Linked DNA regions of Mus musculus: all the other regions are linked to region 3. Evidence: chromatin contacts called from public HiChIP or PLAC-seq and promoter capture Hi-C data. All regions are on one chromosome and are shown on one strand. The core of a region is the stretch at or near the end of the contact, and the rest is flanking DNA. Distances in the headings are between cores, read along the strand shown. Region 1 holds the start of Col14a1 (collagen, type XIV, alpha 1). Region 2 holds the start of Dscc1 (DNA replication and sister chromatid cohesion 1). Region 3 holds the start of Sntb1 (syntrophin, basic 1).

The links. Promoter capture Hi-C pulls out the DNA fragments that hold promoters and counts their contacts. HiChIP or PLAC-seq counts read pairs in DNA pulled down with a chosen protein or histone mark.
Region 1: an H3K27ac HiChIP or PLAC-seq map of embryonic stem cells shows a contact between it and region 3, with 6 times the contacts expected there. The contact joins the promoter of Col14a1 here to the promoter of Sntb1 in region 3. A contact is called at or near these places in 10 of 39 promoter capture datasets (the 3T3-L1 cell line, embryonic stem cells, frontonasal cranial neural crest and 6 more), 9 of 484 Hi-C or Micro-C datasets (brown adipocytes, differentiating embryonic stem cells and embryonic stem cells), 3 of 115 datasets of contacts at active chromatin or transcription factors (all in embryonic stem cells) and 1 of 9 other capture datasets (embryonic stem cells).
Region 2: a promoter capture Hi-C map of embryonic stem cells shows a contact between it and region 3, with 4 times the contacts expected there. The contact joins the promoter of Dscc1 here to the promoter of Sntb1 in region 3. A contact is called at or near these places in 10 of 39 promoter capture datasets (the C10 cell line, embryonic stem cells, hippocampal neurons and 5 more), 2 of 115 datasets of contacts at active chromatin or transcription factors (astrocytes and large pre-B cells) and 1 of 9 other capture datasets (liver).

What each region holds. Positions count from the first base shown.
Region 1 is chr15:55,306,433-55,310,267 of GRCm38.p6, forward strand. It overlaps Col14a1 (collagen, type XIV, alpha 1), which reads left to right and starts at 1,319. Exons shown (of 48, transcript NM_181277.4): 1 at 1,319-1,552.
Region 2 is chr15:55,089,009-55,092,302 of GRCm38.p6, forward strand. It overlaps Dscc1 (DNA replication and sister chromatid cohesion 1), which reads right to left and starts at 1,483. Exons shown (of 9, transcript NM_183089.3): 1 at 1,218-1,483; 2 at 1-115. The coding sequence starts at 1,417. The region is part of intron 2 of Gm41325 (a long non-coding RNA gene); the gene reads left to right.
Region 3 is chr15:55,905,610-55,909,358 of GRCm38.p6, forward strand. It overlaps Sntb1 (syntrophin, basic 1), which reads right to left and starts at 1,340. Exons shown (of 7, transcript NM_016667.3): 1 at 415-1,340. The coding sequence starts at 982.

The DNA of each region.
Region 1 (3,835 bases), core at 69-2,568, 600 kb before region 3:
TTCAGTTCGCCAAGCCGACGCAGGCGGCAGGTGGCGCTCTCACCCTGGCAGTCCCGCGTGCGGGTTTTTAGTCTTTGCGTTCGACTACCGAGGGACCCGGGCGAATAGCGCACATTAATGAAGCACAGAAGGATCTTCAAGCTGCAAAGCAGCCTTCTTTCTCTGTGGCGGAGTTGAAGCCAAGACTGATCCCGACTCGGGGTCTCAGGGAGGAGGCTATAGCGATCCTTTTCACTTTAAGGCGAAGTTCAGAAACTACGCAGAGAGGCCACTTGGAGAACATTTGGAGTGAAGTACGCAAATTTGAAGAAAGCCTAAGCTTGGAAGGTTCGAGGTCTCGGGAATCACCTTGAATGGTGTAGCGCATCCCTTCCTGTGCTCTCAGAAGGGCATTTTGGAGGCAGGTTCGGGAACGTATGAGAGTACCTCTCACTGATTCTCTACCGCCTGCTCTTGGAACTGATCAAAATCACAGTCATTTTGGTCTTTTCTCACAAATGGTCGGCGTGTATGCAACTCCCGCTCTCCATTTGAGCCGATGACAACTTCTGGTGTGACACTGGACGCCTGGGCATTTGCTAACCTGACACAAAATGGGAAGATGACCTTTTAAAAAGCGCCCAGAGGACAAGAACTCAGATCCAGTCCCCAGCCACCAAGAGCTCTGAGCATCTCTAGCCATTCCAGAACAGGACTTCTCAAAGGGCGTGGCCCGCACAGACCAGAGTCCCCAGAGTTTTATAGACGATGGGTCCTTCGGATTCGCTCAAACCTACTGACTGTAATCTCTGAGCATGGGGAAAGGAGATCTGCTGGTCCAACAGCATAAAACTGTCCATATTTTGTTTCTACGACCAAGAAAACCCTCCAATTTAGCATTCTTCCAGTCGATTCCCGTTGAATAAATGTCTACCCTTGGCGACTGTGCTGGTCCCTAGGACTTGAAGAGCAAGGGAGAGGGGACCCACTGTGGGAAGGCAAAACTCATCTTTGGGGATGGAGCCTGGACGAGTGCTGGAGATTTCCCAGTGACTCGGGGGTTCTGATGGGGGGGGGGGGAGCACAGGGCACTGCTTTAGTTGTGGGGGTGGGGAGGACCCAGGGGCTCCTCAATTGCGTTCTATACCCGGCTGCCACGCGCACCTGGGTCGGCTGCCAGTCCTTGGGCTGAACTTGGGAGGAGTGGGGCGGGCTCCTCTGCAACTCGAGCGGGGCGGGGATGCTAGAGAGGAGGAGGGAAAGTGGGGGTCTGTCTCCCCACTTCCCGCCCCCCGCCACCACCTTTGGCTTTATAATTGGCTCGCGCAGCGGTTTCTTTCCTCTTATCTGATCCTGGGTGAGAGGCGAGGGGAAGGAAGCTCTGTAGGGCAGGAGGCGACGGGAGAGGGACAAGGAGAGGACAGAGTGAACGACAGGAAAGAGAAGTTAATTGAGAAAGGGTACTCTGAGGGAAGGCGAGCCAGGGCAGTGGTTCGCTAAGAACCAGTCGGCGGCTAATCTTCCCTAGGCGCCAAGAGGTCCCCAACCTGGGCTGGAACGTTGCCCTGCACAGGTCAGTTCGTCTTTCCCTACTGTTTTCCCGCTCGGCTTTGCATAATTCATAGGTGAAGAAAGAGCCCCAGTGAGAGCCACCTGCAGACGGATGCGATTGCCAGGACCAACCACTGCAAGTGTGCCCGCGGGGTGGCCGGAGACCTTAGGGGTGAGCTAGGAGACCGTGCACCCAGATAGATGCTTGTCTGGGGACCACAGGGCAGAGAGATTGCAACGCGCCTAGTGACCGACGGGTGTGTGGACAGCAAAGGAGCCCTCCGTTTCTCTCTGAGGATCCCTCCCTCCCATGGTGTCTGTGTGCGGTGGGCGCCGGGCTGGAATTGGCTGCATTTGGCAGCTCTGTAGTGGTGGCTCCAGCAAGTTCAATTGGTAAAGGCTTAGGGAGTCTTTTGGAAGCACCGTGTACGCACAGAGCACAACGCTGTTTAGATTCTATTTGGCAGTGGATCGGGAGACCAGTCCTTGGAGAACACGCATCCAAGCATTCACTGGACTGTTGCTGCACGTCGGGGCAGCTGTGGACCAGGCTCTGCACGGAAAGGGGGGTAGCCAGTGAGAGTTCATAGACAGTAGAATGATACCAAGCTCCCAGTGTTGCTGCTTTGAGGGGAACCACCAAGCTAAGCTGCTGCAGGAACCTTCTTCACTTTTTTTTCCTTTTATTTTTGCGAACTCCTCTTGCGTTCCGCTTGTGGGCATCCGGAGCATCTGCAGAAGTTGGGCTTTAGCATGCAGTATGCACAGTCTGGAGCAGGGCTAGGTTAGGTTAGGTTAGAGGAGCCCCGTGATTCTTTCGAGTAAGTAACCTTAGTTACCCGCCACGGTTTGGAGTCATTATGCAAACTTGGTGCTGAGTTCTTGGGTGCTCAGTGGGTAGCTAGTCTTGTGCTCAGGGTTGCTTAGGCAAGGTCTAGGAGAGCTGTTAACTTGCCCTGAAGAGCACCTCTGAAGATGCTCACGTGCAGTTCTCAGAGTGGTATGAATCCCTCTCCCACTTCCCTCCCCCGCTTCCAACTCCCCAACCCCGCCAACTGCTGGAACATGACTTCTAGATCTGACTGGAGTTCCAAGAAAGAAAGATCTATTTATTTAGGCAGGGTGGTATGTAGCTCAGGCTGGTCTAAAAGTTTTCTTCAGAACAGAGGGAGGAGACCTTGGGCTCACATTCCTCCCGTCTCCACCTCCCAAGTGCAGGATTGCAGGTGTGTGCGCGCGCCACTGCCTGGCTTTGACTCTGCTGGAAGCCTTGCAGAGTTGTTTGCTGGTAGCAAGTGTTAAAGTGGAGCACTAGCAGTAGGAAGAGAAATAGGAGGAAGACCTCTGTGACACCACGGTTAGGAGAAAATGAGATTTCTCAATCTTCAGTTACTGGAGGTCCTGGCCTCAGCTTCTACCAAAGGACCAAAGGCACTTCTTTATAGGATGGAGTAGCAAGCAGGCTCAGGGTGGCTGCACTAAAGAGATTGGGTGTTCTGTTGCTGAAGAGGGACTCCACCTCTATAGGTAGCCTCACTATTACATTAGAAATGGGTGGGTGGGTGAATGGAGGGTCGGACAGATGGAATTTAGATCTGATGTTAAGAGAATAACACGGAGGGGGTTTTGTTGCACCTGGACCCAATGCCAGATTTTCTAATACAGTTCTTTGATGGTTTGATTTGGTTGGTTTGTTTGTTTTGTTATTTATTTTGTTGTGACAGGTTGTGCCATGACTGGCCTGGAACTCATCAGGTAGCCCCCGCTGGCTAGGAACTCTAGGACCCTCTTGCCTTCGTTCCCTCAGTGCTGGCATTACAGGCATAGGCCACCATGCCTGGTTCCTTGTTTGTGTTGTAAACAGTCTACTTGATAATCATTTCACACAGGACACAATTCACACATTTAAAGTGCATAACTCAAGAGCTTTTAGTATATTTAAAATGTGCAGTACACATCCCAAATTAAGAATTATTTTAGGTTTCTGGAGATGGCTTAGTGGTTAAGAACACCTACCGCTCTTCTAGAGAGGGTTAGGGTTAGGTTAGTTTGGCTCCAAGCAAGGATATTTGGCAGCTCATAAACACCTGTAATTCCAGCTCCAGGGAATTGGACAGCCTCTTCTTGTCTCCATGGACATCCACGCCAAATACACATGCTTTTTGTTTTTTTGGTTTTGTTTTTTTTTTTTTTTCGAGGCAGTGTTTCTCTGTGTAGCCCTGGCTGTCCTGGAACTCACTCTGTAGACCAGGCTGGCCTTGAACTCAGAAATCCACCTGCCTCTGCCTCCCAAGTGCTGGGATTA
Region 2 (3,294 bases), core at 233-2,732, 820 kb before region 3:
TTTGCATCCAGGGATGAAAAGCAGCATGTTGGATGTGTCTGCTATCTTCAGGTCGTAGGTTTTGTCTTTACTGCACAACACAGCCTGTTCATCCTTATCTCCTCTAATCACAAAGCTACAGGCAAATGGAGGGGGGGGGTAAAGACATGGCTTATTGAGACTCTAGTGGATAGCTCACTTTAAATAACTCCCAAATCGGGGACTAGAGAGATGGCTCAGCGATTAAGAGCACTGACTGCTCTTCCAGAGGTCCTGAGTCCTGAGTTCAAATCCCAACAACCACATGGTGGCTCCCAACCACCCATAAGAGATCTGATGCCCTCTTCTGGGGTGTCTGAGGACAGCTACAGTGTACTTACATATAATAAATAAATAAATCTAAAAAAAAAGAAAGAAAGAAAGAAAAAATAAGTCCCAAATCCTGTGGCTTCTAGATTTAAAATTAAACCTTGGGAGTGTGGTGCTTTGAAAGAGGACCCCGCCCCCAAACACAGGCTCAGACATTTGAACACTTAGTCCCCAGTCCACAGCCCTATCTGAGGAGGGGTTGGGAGGTGTAGCCTTACTGGAGGAAGTATGTCACTGAGGGGGAGCTCTGAGAGTAAGAGCCTTGCCCACTTGCAGTTCAGTCACTCAGCTTTGTGCTTGCCATAAAAGACATGATCTCAGCCTAGGATTTAAAATCCAAGGTCTTGGCAGCAACTTTGTAGTTGACCCGGAATTAAAAACAGATCCAGATCTTCAGTAAGTGACCCCAACCAACCCCCGGGCTACACGCAGCAGTCTGCATTAGGCTTTAAACTTCTGTCTCGTTTGTCCCATCTGCGGTTCAAGGAGAAGAAACCCAAGTGGCAAGCCAAGAACTCTCTCTACAGGCACTGCTACTACATTCTGAGATTGAACGAGTGTTTCTGTGGAGTACTTGGCATCAGTACTGAGCCCTCCAAAGCTCCCTGGAGCTTCCTTCTTGACACTCCCCCGCTGACACCTGGCTCTAAATTCCCTGGAGTCCTGCTAACAAGGCAGTCTAGCAAATGCTGAATCCTCCTGACAGATGACAGCAAGCTGAGGACCCGCCCATCGGCCTGTACGGGCCCAATCAAAGCAACTCTCTGCACCAGTTCCTCCTTCCGAGTTCCCCGGGCTACGCCGGGCGGGTAGGCGGCCTCTTTGAGGCCGGGGAATCGGCGCTCCCGAGCCCCACCATCCCGGCTCACCTGTCCCCGGCCTCCAGCTGCTGGCACAGTGCTGGTTCCAGCTCCAGCAGGCAGAAGTCGCCGGTGGCCGCGCCGCCGGTCCCGGAGCTGAAGCTCAGGCAGTGCACCGTGGGCAGCAGCTCGGTGGCGTTCAGCTTGGCAACCTGCAGCGTCGCGTCCACTTCCTCGCGGGTCCTCCGGGAAGCGCTCGGCGGGGACATCTCGCAGCACGGAGAGGGGTGTGTCCTCGACCTAAACTCCCGGGACTTCAAAAGCGCGCCAAATCCGCCCGAGCCGACTTCCGGGGCGGGACGGGGCGTGTCCCGAGGAAGTCGGAAAGTATCTGGACTCGCGAGTCCTTCTGCAGCCCACTGACAGCGTGCAAGTCCCCGGTTGCTGGGGAGAAGCACGGTTTCCCCCATGAGGACTCCAGGAAGGTCCTGTTAGCAATTCTGGGTCCCCACGGGGCCAAGCACGGCTCTTGCACTCACCCCTTCCGCCACCCTGTGCCCACCCCCTTCTTTCCCGCCAAAGCTCCTTTTCCTCGCCTGCTGCGGTGGGTCCCGTGATGAGCTATGTCTGTGCAGAATTTCATTAAGCCGTTAAAACAACCCAGTAAGGCAGGATCCTGTCGATCCTGTCATGCAGAAGCGAGCAGAATGCTTGCCAATGGTGGCGCAGCCTTGAGATGGCAAAGTCTGAATCCAGCTTGATGTATGTATGGTGGTTCCAAAATAGCCTGCCCAGTGTTGTGCAGGACCAAGAACCAGATCCTGGCAGAATAAGATGTCATTTGTTTGGACTTCGAGACCATCCTAGATGGAAGGTAGCTTGCCTCCCGTTCGTTAAATACTTCATTTGTGCTAAGTGGCGCTTGAGACTTCTACACAGAAACAGCCCGCCTGGTATGCTCCTGGGAGAGTCTGGCTAACTCAGCATTACAGGGTGTGATGTTTTCTTGACCAAAGTTTACAATGACGTGAAACTGTTTTAAGATGAAAACCCATTCATAGACTCACATCCATGCACCTGAAACTGATGTGCGAGCTCTCTAAGGGATGCTGCCGGCAGACCCCTGCAGACTGGCCACCCATAAAAGTTGAAACAGTAAGAGGAATAATTGTCTTCAGAGAGGGTGGTTTCTCACTCCTTCCTGTAAAACAAACAAATGAATAAATAAAAAGGGAGGCCAAGGTGACCCCAGTCCATCAGGTTAAAAACCGACATGAGCCAGGTAGTGCTGGCACCATACCTTTAATCCCAGCACTCAGGAGGCAAAGGGAGGACCTCTGAATTCTAGACCAGCCTGGACTATAGAGCAAGTTCCAGGACAGCCAAGGCTACACAGAGTAACATTGTCTAGAAAAACAACAAGCAAAAACATCTGAGTTGCCAAAGGGTAGTTTAGTTCCAGCACTCAGGAGGCAGAGGCTGGCGGATCTGAGTTCGAGGCCATTCTGGTCTACATAGTGAGCTTCAAGCCAGTCAAGGCTAAATAGACCCCCCCCCTCTCTCTCTCTCTCACACACACACACACACACACACACACACAAAACAAAAAAAAACAAAAATCGGATCGAATAAGAAAAATGATGGAACAATATCCTGAATATGAAAGTACCACGAATTTATTAGTGGCTATCACTAAGATGGCTCAAAGTTAAAAGTGCTTGCCATGCAAGATGATAAGCTGACTTCAGTCTCCAGAAGATATAGTGGAAGAAGAGACCCAACTCTGAAAGTTGCCCTCTGACTGCCACACATGTGCCATAACAAGTGTGCACCCACACACACAATAATAAAATTTTAAAAATTAAGGATACTGTAGGATAGTGTCTTAGTTGGAGTTTCATTGCTATGAAGCAACCTCATGACCAAGGCAACTCTTATAAGGGAAAACACTTAATTGGGAATAGCTTACAGTTTTGGAGGTTCAGTCCATTATCATCATGGCAGGAAGTATGGTAGTATGCAGGGAGACTGGAAGAGCCAAGAGTTCTACATCTTGATCCACAGGCAGCAGAAGGAGACTGTGTCACACTGGATATAGCTTGAGCATATGAGTCCTCAAAGCCCACCCCCACAGTGACACACTTCC
Region 3 (3,749 bases), core at 90-2,589:
GGCCCTGCTTTACAATGTGGGCAGATGCAAATTCCGTCCACTCTCCATTTCCCGGTCCATTTCCCAGACTCCAAATTACATTTGGATTGTCCGCAGATAAAAATATGAAACCACGTGTACCGATAAGTATGAAACTTCCGACACCAGTGCACTAAAGCACTTCATCCAAGCCAGGAAAACCCAGGCACTCCAGTGTTTTAGTACAGCGCCCTGGGTCAGGGCCAAAGTGAAGATGAGTTTGCCCCCAGGTAGTAAAAGTTGTCAAAAAAGAAAGTCGTGCCACTGCTTTTGCAAAACACAGGCACTGTGGGGTTCTAGGGCTTTGGGGCAAGTGGCTGGTGAGTGTGAGTGTGCTGACGCGCAGAAGAGTAAGTGGAACTGCGGGATAAGGCCGGCGCAGGGTTAACCCCTTACCTTCCAGCAGCACTTCCTTGCCTGCGCGCTTCAATGCCTGCACTGCCTCGTCGTGGGTGGCGTCCCGCAGGTCTGCTCCGTTCACCGACAGGATGGCATCGCCCACATACAGGGCTTGGGTCTGATCCGCTGCCAGCCCCTTGAAGATCTTGCTGATGAGTATGGGCATCTTGTTTTCCTTGCCCCCTTTGATGCTAATGCCCAGCCCGCCCAGCTCCTGCTTCAGCACCTTCACGCCCCTCTTCTGGTTTGAGATGGACTCAGGTACCTGCTCCGGGAGGTCGGTGAAGGCGGTGCGGACCCCGGCGGGAGAGTCCGGGGCTTGAGCGACACCGGGGACCGGGTGCCCGGTCCCGGAGCCCCTGCAGAACGAACCATTGGTGGCAGCCCCTATGCCGTTGTACGCCGCAGCGCCCTCCTCGCAGCTCAACACCAGGGCGTCCTCGCTCAAGTTCACCAGAACTTTATGCCAGCGATCCCGCACCAAAACTTCCAGCAGTCCGCTCCGCTGCGCCCGGGCGCCTCCACCGCCAGCCGGCGCAGCCACAGCCGCTGCCGCTACCGCCATCTTTCCAGCATTCTTAAAATGCCATGTGATTGCAAACGGGGGAAAAGTAGAGAAGGGGTGAGGATGGGAGGACTCAGGGTAACCGAGGCACGGAAGAAGCAGATGCCTGGCAGCGCGCGCTCAGACCCCGGACTCCACTCCCCGTGTTCGCGGCTGCGCCGGGCGCCAGTTGCAGCGGCGGAGCTTGTTCCCCCTCGCCTGATCCTGGGCGGGGTGGAGCAACCTAAAAGAAGACGGAGAGCCCTCGACAGGGGAGGAGGGAAAAAAGCCAGCTGCCAGTTGCAAAACCCCAAACCGAGAGGAGCCTAGGAGCTGCGGAGCGGCCAAGTGCTGTAGAGAATCGGTAGGAGGAGGCAAGGGCGGGGACCCGGAGCCCCAGCCGCTCACCTGTTCGCCACTGCAGCGTCACACTCCCACGTCGCGCTGGCTCAGACCCGGGTGCCTCAGTTCTCAGCCGCACCTTGCCGCAGCTCCCCCAAACCTACCGGGTCACAAACCACTACCCCAACCCCGCCGCCACCCCCTTTTCTTCTCAACCCTCTATTTTCGACGGGTTTCCACACTCACCTTTAGTAGGTGCGCTCACTCTATCCTCTTGAGTCAACTCCCCTCTCTCCTCCCGCAGGTGTTTGAAGATCCAAGTCTTCCTCAAACCAGACCTTCGCTGCCTCAACTCAGTCTCCCTCCACCCCCATCCCAGGACTCTGGGAAGGAAACTACAGAGAGAGAGAGAGAGAGAGAGAGAGAGAGAGAGAGAGAGAGAGAGAGGAGGGAGAGGGAGAGGGAGAGGGAGAGGGAGAGGGAGAGAGAGAGAGAGAGAGAGAGAGAGAGAGAGAGAGAGAGAGAGAGATCCTAGGCTGTGCCAGAAGTCAGGGGAAAACTGTCACAAGAACATAGAATGAAGCCTCATCAAGCCACGTACTCCTATCCTCTAAGTCAATGCAAGGCATCTTTTGGGGGAGTTTGAAGACAAGAGGGCTTTCTTTCAGTACCTACCCTGAATTTCAACGGGGCACTGTCTGCCTCATCTTCAGGACACAGTGTCTAACTCAGTGTCTGCTCTTTGCATTGCTCCATACTTCCCCCAACCCCATCCCCGTGCCAGCCCAAACGCTTCTCAGGGCTCCCTCCTTTGTTCTTAGATTCCATATAGGAAATGTCTTCTTTAAAAGCTAAGAATAGGTTTGTTCTCCAAGTTCCCTGAAAACTGCTTGTTTGGCTCTTAAGCTGCTCTGTCCCAAGGTGATGGCATTGTAACTCTTGGTTCCGTTCCTAGGCCAATCAGGAAATGCCACCTTAACTGTAACCCAAGCCATGGCTGAACATCCCAGAGTTCTGCTAAGCAGGTCCCACACAGTTCACTTAAACTGTGTTAAGACTTACTGGTCTTCCTGCTGTGCCCTCTCCTTTCTCCAGATGACAAAATAAAAAGCAGAATCTGTTAATTCTGGAAGGTGAAGCTCCTGATAAGATGCCAGTAGGAAGAGGGTCTTCTGTAACATGCATGTCATCACCCCACTGTGATGGGTATTTGCAGCAAACAGCTCTAGTTCTTTCCAGACTTACTTAATCAAGGATACTTAAAAACTCTCAGGAATCCCCGTGAAGTCCCTGACAGGGATTACAGAACTCAATGAAAATACTTGAGACTTTCTTGAGAAACTGAAGTCACTACAGCTCACACAGGGTGTGCCACTGTCCTGCTCCTGTAAGTTTTAACTTTCTATACTTCAAAAAAAAAAAAATCTTCATTTTTTTTTTCATGTAAACCTGCCCACAACAGGGACAGGAGCCCAGGAAGTTCTTCAGTCCTTCCTGTTGGACTGGGTTAGCCAGGGAACTAACACAGCTGGCACCACTGTTGGAAAGAAACCTGAGAGAGAGAGAGAGAGAGACAGAGAGAGAGAGAGACAGAGAGACACAGAGAGAGACAGAGAGAGAGAGAGACAGAGAAAAACAGAGAGAAACAGAGACAGAGACAGATGGAGAGAGACAGAGAGCAACAGAGAGAGAGAGAGACATACACAGAAACAGACACACACAGAGACAGAGACACACAGAGACAGAGACACACATACACACACAAACACACACAGAGACACAGAAACACACACAGAAACAGACAGAGACACAGTCACACACAGAAACACAGAGAGACAGAGACACACATACACACACACACAGGAGAGAGAGAGGGAGAGAGAGAGAGAGAGAGAGAGAGAGAGAGAGTCGGGAGGGGGGAGCTGGCCTTTGGTTTAGAGGCTGAGGTTTCAGGCCCTTCATCACTAAGTGTTTGCTTTTGAAATATAAATCACTAGCGTTGGCATTGCTACCAGGATGCCAATGTGAAGATGAAAAAATCAAAGCTAACCTGTCCCTGGACCAGAAACCCCCAGCCAGCATCCTAATGCTTTGCCTCTGTGGCTCTGCAGTAGATGCATGCCAGACACACCCACAAAGTAATTGATCTATTAGGCATTAGAAATGGCAGGCTCTGGGATGGGCTTTTCCACGAATCTCTGTGCTAAGCACATTTTCTTCTGTGTATGCACACCTCTATGGAAAGAAAATAGATTCCTGGTTGAAAGTTACATCAGAATGAAAGGAGACCAAAGTTGACTATCAGGAGGCCAGAGGCATGCATGTGGTGTTGCTAGTTGGATTGTAATTACAGTCCCTGCCCTAAGTACTCTCCACATGTTAACCCAATCCTCTAGGCAATACTTGAGGGCCAATTCTGTAATGGCCACTCCCATTTACTGTTGAA